3 separate regions of the Hordeum vulgare genome follow, and all the other regions are linked to region 2. A link is a contact called in public Hi-C data. All regions are on one chromosome and are shown on one strand. The core of a region is the stretch at or near the end of the contact, and the rest is flanking DNA. Distances in the headings are between cores, read along the strand shown. Region 1 holds the start of LOC123430097. Region 2 has its middle 260 kb from the start of LOC123430097. Region 3 holds the start of LOC123426309 (plastid division protein PDV2).

Evidence for each region. A called contact is a pair of places that touch in the nucleus more often than the background predicts.
Region 1: a Hi-C map of leaf shows a contact between it and region 2, with 2.0 times the contacts expected there. The contact joins the promoter of LOC123430097 here to the enhancer-like site in region 2. A contact is called at or near these places in 2 of 6 Hi-C or Micro-C datasets (leaf and seedling).
Region 3: a Hi-C map of seedling shows a contact between it and region 2, with 2.6 times the contacts expected there. The contact joins the promoter of LOC123426309 here to the enhancer-like site in region 2. A contact is called at or near these places in 3 of 6 Hi-C or Micro-C datasets (leaf and seedling).

The regions. Positions count from the first base shown.
Region 1 is chr2H:369,363,750-369,366,449 of MorexV3_pseudomolecules_assembly, forward strand. It overlaps LOC123430097, which reads right to left and starts at 1,397. Exons shown (of 1, transcript XM_045114010.1): 1 at 1-1,397. The coding sequence starts at 1,113. The coding sequence ends at 289.
Region 2 is chr2H:369,107,526-369,110,225 of MorexV3_pseudomolecules_assembly, forward strand. No RefSeq gene overlaps it. Among protein-coding and RNA genes, the nearest start is that of LOC123430097, 260 kb to the right of the region's middle. Within about 2 kb of position 1,321, at least 3 of the 3 cell types and tissues checked have open chromatin away from gene starts, as enhancers often do. A contact at or near this core is called in leaf and seedling, where this site is marked.
Region 3 is chr2H:368,651,936-368,654,635 of MorexV3_pseudomolecules_assembly, forward strand. LOC123426309 (plastid division protein PDV2) reads left to right here and starts at 1,262. Exons shown (of 2, transcript XM_045110120.1): 1 at 1,262-1,639. The coding sequence starts at 1,421.

The DNA of each region.
Region 1 (2,700 bases), core at 147-2,646, 260 kb after region 2:
CTGCTCAACTAATGCGATCAAAATTTTGTTTCTACGAATTATACACATGCTAAATCTCTGAACCGACGTCCCGCAAACAAAAACAAGAAAAACTCTGCACCGACGATGTGACGTCTCCATCTTCCGCGCCAAGCCAGCAGCCTCCGTCCGATACGGATCTGACGGCTTTCCGCTTTGTCGTCCGCTGATGTTCTGTTCCCGCTGGTTCCAGAACTGCCGGAGCTTCTCCAGAATCGAGCTCGCCCGCAATTTTTGTTGTAGCCACGACCGAACGGCCAATCCCTTGGTTCACTCGTTCATCTCGCATTCAGGAATGGCGGTCAGGTCCGGGGCGAACCTCGGCTGCATCCTCCCGGCGCTCTTTACGCGCGCCACCGGCCGCCTCTTGGCTATCAGCGCCGGCACGGTCTTGTAGTTGTGGGCAAGAGTCTCGTCCACCTCCGGCGGCGGGGCGAACACGAGCGGCGAAACAGAGCCGGCGCGTTTCCTCCGTCCGCCGCTGCCGGAGGCGTTGGTGTTGGCCTTGTTGACGAGCGCCGCGGACGCCCTGACGGCGAGAGCGGCCACGTCCTCGCGCCGGAGGCCGTTCCTCTTGACCTCGGCGGGGAGCACGAAGTAGATCTGGCCCGGGCGGAGTTCCTCGCCCCCGGGCACGGCGGCCACTGGGCCCTCGAACCCCATCGCGTCGGCGTCGCACAGGAACCACCCGGCGGAGCCGTCTCCTGCCTCCACGGAGTCCTCGAGGGCGCGCGCCGCCGTCGCCGGGCGCGGGTACTCGCGCAGCTCCCCCGTTGGCAGCAGCACCATCGCCGTCGAGGCGGCCAGCCCCTCGGAGCGTACCGCGGCCGCCGCCCCGCCGCTAGACATGCAGAGCCCCATTTTCGCCACGTGTTGGTGTAGGTTTGAGGGTCGAGCTGGTGTTGTTGTGAACTGTATGTAGTATGATACTATGATATTGTTGTCGTTGCTGCAGGAGTATGTGAGAGGAGGAATGCTCAGCCTTGGACTCAGATTGTGATGGAGTTGGAGGAGTGGGAGGCCTGATTTTATATAGGGTAGGGAGAGGCGAGGAGGAGGGAGAAGGGGTTCAGCAGCTTGGGGAAGGAGGAGCATGACAGGCTGCCGTTTGGCTGGGGCCAGCGTGCGTGCTATTGCTAGTCTGCTACTGCTTGGACTCGGGATATTCTTGTTTTTTCTCGGCTATTTTTTGAGTCAATTTGTTTTTACTGCTGCTATCTGGTGTGGTCTGGTGTGGTGTGGGAGGAGTGACGTGTACGTATGTGCGTGGTGAATACTCCTGCATATGTGGTGAAACCGTCGTAGTTATGATAGCTCTATGCTCAAAGTGCAGTAAGAGTATTACGGACGCGCTTTATTGGAATGGAAACTTTTGAAATCTGGATGTATATACATTCTATATGCAAAATAAATTTAGCAATTTGATAAAATGTTTAAACATTTTGAAAATAATTTGACCTTCCATTATATTTACAGATAATTCACAAAAACGAAATTAGACTTTGACTTCTTTTCAGAAAAGATAAATCTTCGATCAAAATAGTGTGAATAGTGACCTGTAATAGCAAAATAATTTTTGGTTTTTGTCTAGAAGTCAATGTTGAATTTTTTTCTTGAAAATTTAGTTATTAGTGCAAAACAAAGTCAAGTTTAATCTAAAAATGCTTTGGAACTATTTTGACATTTTCATTTATTATTATAAAAAATCCTCATGTGGGTGCATATACAACCAAAAATCAAAGTGTATTTTCCGTTTCATGTGCTGCTAGACAAGCGTGCTACTTCCAAGTTTCCTTCTCAAGTGGGCAAACTTACCATGCAAGTTTCCTTCCTCATCAAGAAATCTTACACACCAAGTCTCACCAACTGAAGTACTATATAAACTTATTTGGTTTTGCTTGGTACTATAAGAGTTGATGATTCATGGCCTTTAATTGTTGATGTTTTTATTTAGCCATAAAGACTACATAGAATCCTCTAATTAATGATGCTAATCCCCAACAAAAGCCCGCTTACACTCATGACATTTGTGAACGCACGGGATGCATTTTTAGTGTTAGGGGTGGTGTTAGTTTTTAGAAGAAAAAGACATGGCGCTTGTTTATTTTTAATGCAATTTTTGTCAATAATTGCCATTCTTTGGATATAGATCGTGTGGCTTTGGGGGCGTCGTTGGGCTGAGGCTCTTGGGGAGTTTCCTGGGATCTCAATCGCAGCGAATGTGTGCAAAAAAATTACCTCTGAATAATTCATCATGCCATAAAAAGGGTAAATAGCAATGCACATTATTATCTCGTTCCTAATGAGAACATTGAACATTTTATCCATGAATTCAAGAGGATCACATACATATTTGGGGATGGAACCATACAAACTTATAAGGAGCTTTGACGTCCATATTATTTCACCTCAGAAATGCAAGGATATGACATATTAAAAAAGCCCTGACATTAGCAAAACAAATAAAATATGTTTGGACCAATGGATCAAACAAATTATATGTGTCCTCAAAGATATTTTGGTAGGTGGAACAAACTATTGTCAATAGATTCTCGAGCTTTGTTTTTAAATCAATTCAATCTGATTGGAAACCAAATGCAATAATTCAAAATGGTATGTGGAATTTCCAATTATTATTATTATCATTAATTTACAAGCCTTGCATACTTATGGTGTGTATAT
Region 2 (2,700 bases), core at 71-2,570:
TACCATTTTCCTGTTCTGGTCCAGTTTGATGATTTGAACTACAACCATGTGTTTTCTTGCTCTACTTTCCATGAGATTTTTAGTGCTAGTAGTTTTCCCTACCAAAACTTTAACTCTAGGAGTTGAGCCCCATTGGATGATTTTAAGTGCATGTGATATTAACCTCAACTTTCTGGCCAGGAATGTTCTTCTCAAAACTTTGCATTAGCAAGTTTTTCTTTTTGCCTATCTAGCCTTGCCATTCTGACCAGCACCTAGGGAGACTCTGATCTGGTAACTTTGGTGTCCAGAAGAGCTCACTAGATACCGTTGTCATTTTGTCGAACACTTGTAGTGCATAGCGAGATTTGGCATTAGTTTGAGAGTTCATTGACAATTTCCTTTCTTGGCCCAACCAGCTTATCCACTAACCTTTTCCTAGCCCCTAGCCTAGCCCTGTGTGGTTTCACTAGCATTGGTAGTATTTTGGGTGCACAGGCATTTTGTCGAGCACGTGCCATGCGTGCTCTAGGCATACCAAGAGCGCACGTTTTGCACGCGCGTGTGCAGAGCCACCGCGTCCACGCACCCTTTCCCTTTTGGTTTGTTGCAGAGCCGCGTCAACACTCCTCCCTCACCAGTAGTTGCCCCCTCTGCGCGAGAAGTGCCGTGGCAGCGCCATGGCCGTGGTGGATAGCTGGCGTCCTTCTGCACCAGCAGTAGCCCGCACCGCGCAAGCAACCCCGGCCAGCCAACTCCCCCTGGACCACCTCCCCTGCATCATGTGCTCGCTGCCCGTCGTGTCTGTCGTCCCCTGCCGCTCCTGTGCTACCGTAGTTGCGGTCGCCGACAAGCTTATCCGCAAGCTGCTGCGAGCCCGCCTTGAGCCGGCTATATAAGGGATCCACGAGCCCTCTGAGCATCTCAGCAGCCTCCCGGAGCGTGCTGCCATCGCCCCACCCCTCAATTCGGCCGGAGCCCATCGCCTTGCTTCTCTTTGGCCGCAACGCCGCCATCCGTCTCTCGCTAAATTCCGGAAACCCCGAACCCCGGTCGACCCACCATGATCATTGGTACCCTCCCCAAAACCTAGCTAACCCATTCCCGATGCAAAAATCGGGCCATGGCCGTCGTAGGCCGAAGCCACCACTGCCGGAGCTCTCTGTCGCCACGACGGGAGGAGGCTCACCTGAGGTTCTCGGTTATTCCTTTGCCCTCCGGAGGATGGGGCCCTCCCTCCTGAGCATGTTGGTGTGCGCAGCTCCAGGAACGGAGCCTCCTAGCGTCGGCGAGCGCTGTCGGAGCTCACCCCTGAGGTTGTTCCGTGCACGCAAGAGGAGGAAGGAGGACCTGACAGGCGGGCTCTGCTTGTCGGTGAGCGAGCCAGCCAAGCCTCGAGTGGCGCAGCCCTCATGGTGCGTTTTTGTTTGAGTAAAGCATATTCTTTTGTAGCTGGCTCAATGAATACGTTTTCCGTGCTAGGAAGCGTATTCAGACCGAAGCGTTTTCTTTTATATTAGATTTTCAACACAGATTTAAATAGAAACTTAAAATGGTTCTAACTTTTTACTTATAACTCCAAATGGATTGATTCTTCTTCATACCTCTTTCTAGTTACCTCTAGTTTATTTACATATTTATTTCAAAAATATTCAAATAAATTTTGTGTGATGTTTTGTGTTTTTGTGTTAATTCAAATATTTTCAAAATAGGATTTTGAAGAGAGGAGACCTAGTCCAAGATGTTGGGGTACACCTCACCCTCCTCAACTCCAAAGGCAAGCATCTTGAATCCAAATTTACATAAAGTTGCGTGATGTTTGTGGTGGTGCATATATTGCGTGATTTTAGATTATGTTAATAAAAATCTCGCATGAAATAATACCTTGCATAAGATCATGTGATGGATATTGTTGTTGCTAAATTTGTGGACGGCAAGTGGTGAGTGGTTACTGCCTCATACTTCGTATGATACATTGGTTTGGACAACCTCGGAGTAAGGTGTGTCTGGTGGAAATGAGACCATAGGCTCACACCTCGTGGGACAGGAGTGGTCACTGAAAGCATGTCGGTGTGTGATGGTAGTAACCCTGAGATAATCTTTTCAGCAAGATTGTGTGGTACTAACCCTTGCAGGAAAAATATTAAACCTCCTAAGTCGACCGTAGATCGAGTCTTGTCTGTGTGTCACCTTACCTTACGTGTTGTCGCACATCTTTTCGAAAGGAAATACGGTCTAGTAAGTCGTAAATCTATTACCAGGTACACCCCAAGTACAGAGGTCGAGATGAAGGTATCCATGGCCGTGGACTAAATCCAGTCATCCGGTCACGGGGCATGGGTGTTTTCGGTCTGGGACCGAGAGGGAATGGCCCTTCCCTAATAGCGCGCGGTATAAATTTGATCCCATGCTAGTCGAGGTCGGAGCCTCCCCATCTTATGATTTTTCCCTGCCAGCGTAGTCGGGGTGAAGCCGAACTTCACAAGGGTAAAAAATGAGTGTGTACTGGTTCTGAGTATTTACTTCTAAAATACCATATGCAGGATTAGTCTGAGTGACTATTGAAACACGTGGGTTGTGGGTAAAGAGTACACCCTCTGCAGACTCAAAACTGTTCGAGTAGTCGGGTCCATGGTTAAGGACGAGTGGTTGACTAGTCAAGTGTTGGTCTGAGTGTCGGTCTTCGGAGGAAGTTAAAGAAAGAATGAGACTAATCATGAA
Region 3 (2,700 bases), core at 12-2,511, 460 kb before region 2:
CTAAAGATATATATTACCAAAATATACTATAAATAATGTTTTGAAAATGTCAATCCTGCATTTGAAAATATTAAATATATATAGGAAAAATGTTGATCATTTACTAAAATAATTATAAGTTTTTTATATAATATATATATATAATATGTGTGTGTATAAAATCAAGTATTGAAAAAATATTAAACAAGTATATAAAAATGGTAATTAATCATTTAAAAAATGTTAAATGTGTATAAAAATATTGACCATATATTACAAATGATAAACAATTATTTTTTCAGAAATACTGATAAATAATTTGAATAATGGTAAATTTGTATAGAAAATGTTGACCATGTATTTAAAAAATAATGATTTTTTTATCATGTATAAAAAATGTTAATGAAGCATTTAAAATGTTAAACAATTTTTTTTTAAATGTTAGATGTGTATAGACAAAAATGTTGATCATGTGTTAAGAACATGTAAATATTTTACCTGAAAAGTATTAATCAAGAATTTAAAAATGTTTAGAAGTCTATATAGAAAAAAATATTGACTATGTATAAAAAATGTGTTAATCTTGTATTTCAAAAATGTTAATAAATATTTTAAAAAATGTTTTAGAAGAAATCTTGATATGTATAAAAAATGCTAAATTGGTGTTGAAAAAATGCTAAACATGTATTACAAAAATGTTTTTGACATATACTGAAGATGAAAAAAAAAAGTTGGAGAAGAAAAAATAAATCAAACAGAAATGAAGAAAACCCTGTCAAAAAGCGAAAAGAAAAAAGACATAAAAACCGATGGAAAAACGGTTTCATTTGCCTCAACTAAACAACACGCCTAGTACTTATCCATCGAAGACATTGGCACAGTGGGGATCGACCCCTGCTTGTCGCATTTTCAATCTGTTTTGCATTTAAGTCCGTGTTTGAATTCTCGTTTTTCTCCTGAATACATTTGTAAAATATATACAGATCTTCGGTGGTTGTTTTGGTTTCTGGCTGTAAATAGTTCTTGACCTGTAAATTACACCCAGAGAGTAAATACACCTGTATTAAATTACAACCAAACCAAACGCGGCTTAACTGTGCGCAACAAATAGGCCGGCTTAACTACTGTACACCCTTCAGCAATAGTTCCTACGGTGTTGCTTAATGCGAGAAATAGTCGGCGCATAGCCCATGTCAACTTCTGTACCAGAAGAACTAACCCACCCACTTGAGCACAGCAAGGCCCAAAGTCCAGTACTCCAGTCAGGTTGTTAGAGAGAACAAAAGACAAAAATCTTCGGATACGCCTCCGTCAGTCCCTCTCGCAGCCACGAACACAAGGCTCGCCGCGAAGTGCAAGATTGCAGCTACCACTGCTCGCCGCCAGCAGCGGGTTGGGGTTTAGCTAGGGTTCTGCATCCCCCGCACCGCTAGCGAAGGCCATGGAAGGGGAGGAGGAGATAGGCCTCGTCCTCGCCCGCGCCTCCGACCTCCGCTCCAGGATCTCCGCCTGCGCTGCCGCCGCACGCCCCCCGCCGCGGTTGGGCGCCGGGGAGGAGGACGACGGCCGAGAGGAGGACGGAGAGGAGGTGGAGGTGGGGAGCCTGGTAGGCATCAACGACGCGCTCGAGTCGCTCGAGCGGCAGCTCGCCTCCCTGCAGGTCCGGTTCGTATTCCTGGTTGGTCATTCGATAAAGATGGGGTTTTTATTGTTCCTCTGGTAGCCTGCTGTTGTGTCTGTAGTTATTGTTTAGTGCCACGAGCTGGAGGTTATATGATCATATGGTGGGTTTGGGGTTCAATTACTGCATTTTTGTCCCATGTCTTACTGTATTTTCGTGAGGAACCAAATCTAGGCTTGCTTAGCATGATGTTACAGACAGAGGAAAAGATTAATAGCTCTGCTTAGTTGTTAGTTGGCTGGTGGCTGCATCCAATTCCAGCCTCAGTTGGTATTGGACTAGGTAGAGTAAGAAAGGGTAGTATAAGATGGATTCTGTGGTTCCGTCAGCAACAGGATTGCTTGTTAACTAATTGTGGGTAAGGTACAGGTTCTATTAAAACACGTTTTGCGACAGAAAATATGTAAAGATTGCGCAGACATACTTTAGAGTGTGGATTCACTCATTTTACTCTGTATGTAGTCCGTAGTGAAATATCTAGAAAGACTTATATTTAGGAACCGAGGGAGTATGTTACACTGCATGGTTTATACACAGAGAAAATTTCACTCTGCTTACTGTAGCTTATGGCAAGTATCAGTGGCCAGCACAAGCTCGCATTCTTTTCCTTTGTTTGTTTTGGAAAAGCTGGTGTTCCATCATATGGATTTGCCTATGCGTTTCTGAATATGAACTGATAAGAACTGTATGGAATTTGCCTATGCACAAGAAGGAAGGTCATTTTGCTAACACAATCATCAACTGAGATGAAAATTTCTGCTTCGTGGTCACTAAACTGTAAAATGTTCCTGAGCTTCTGACCTTATTGTACAAAATGCTTACTTTAAGATAACGACATAAACACATTTAAGCACAATAACCCAAAGGGTATCAAAAGTGTGAAGTAGTTACATTACTACTGCTATATGTGAGCCAATTGGATGCCGCTTGCCTCAACAAATTAGTACTCGCTCAGATCCATATTAATTGTTGCTGATTTAGTACAACTTTGTACTAAATCAGCGACAATTAATATGGATTGGAGGGAGTATTTTCTTTTC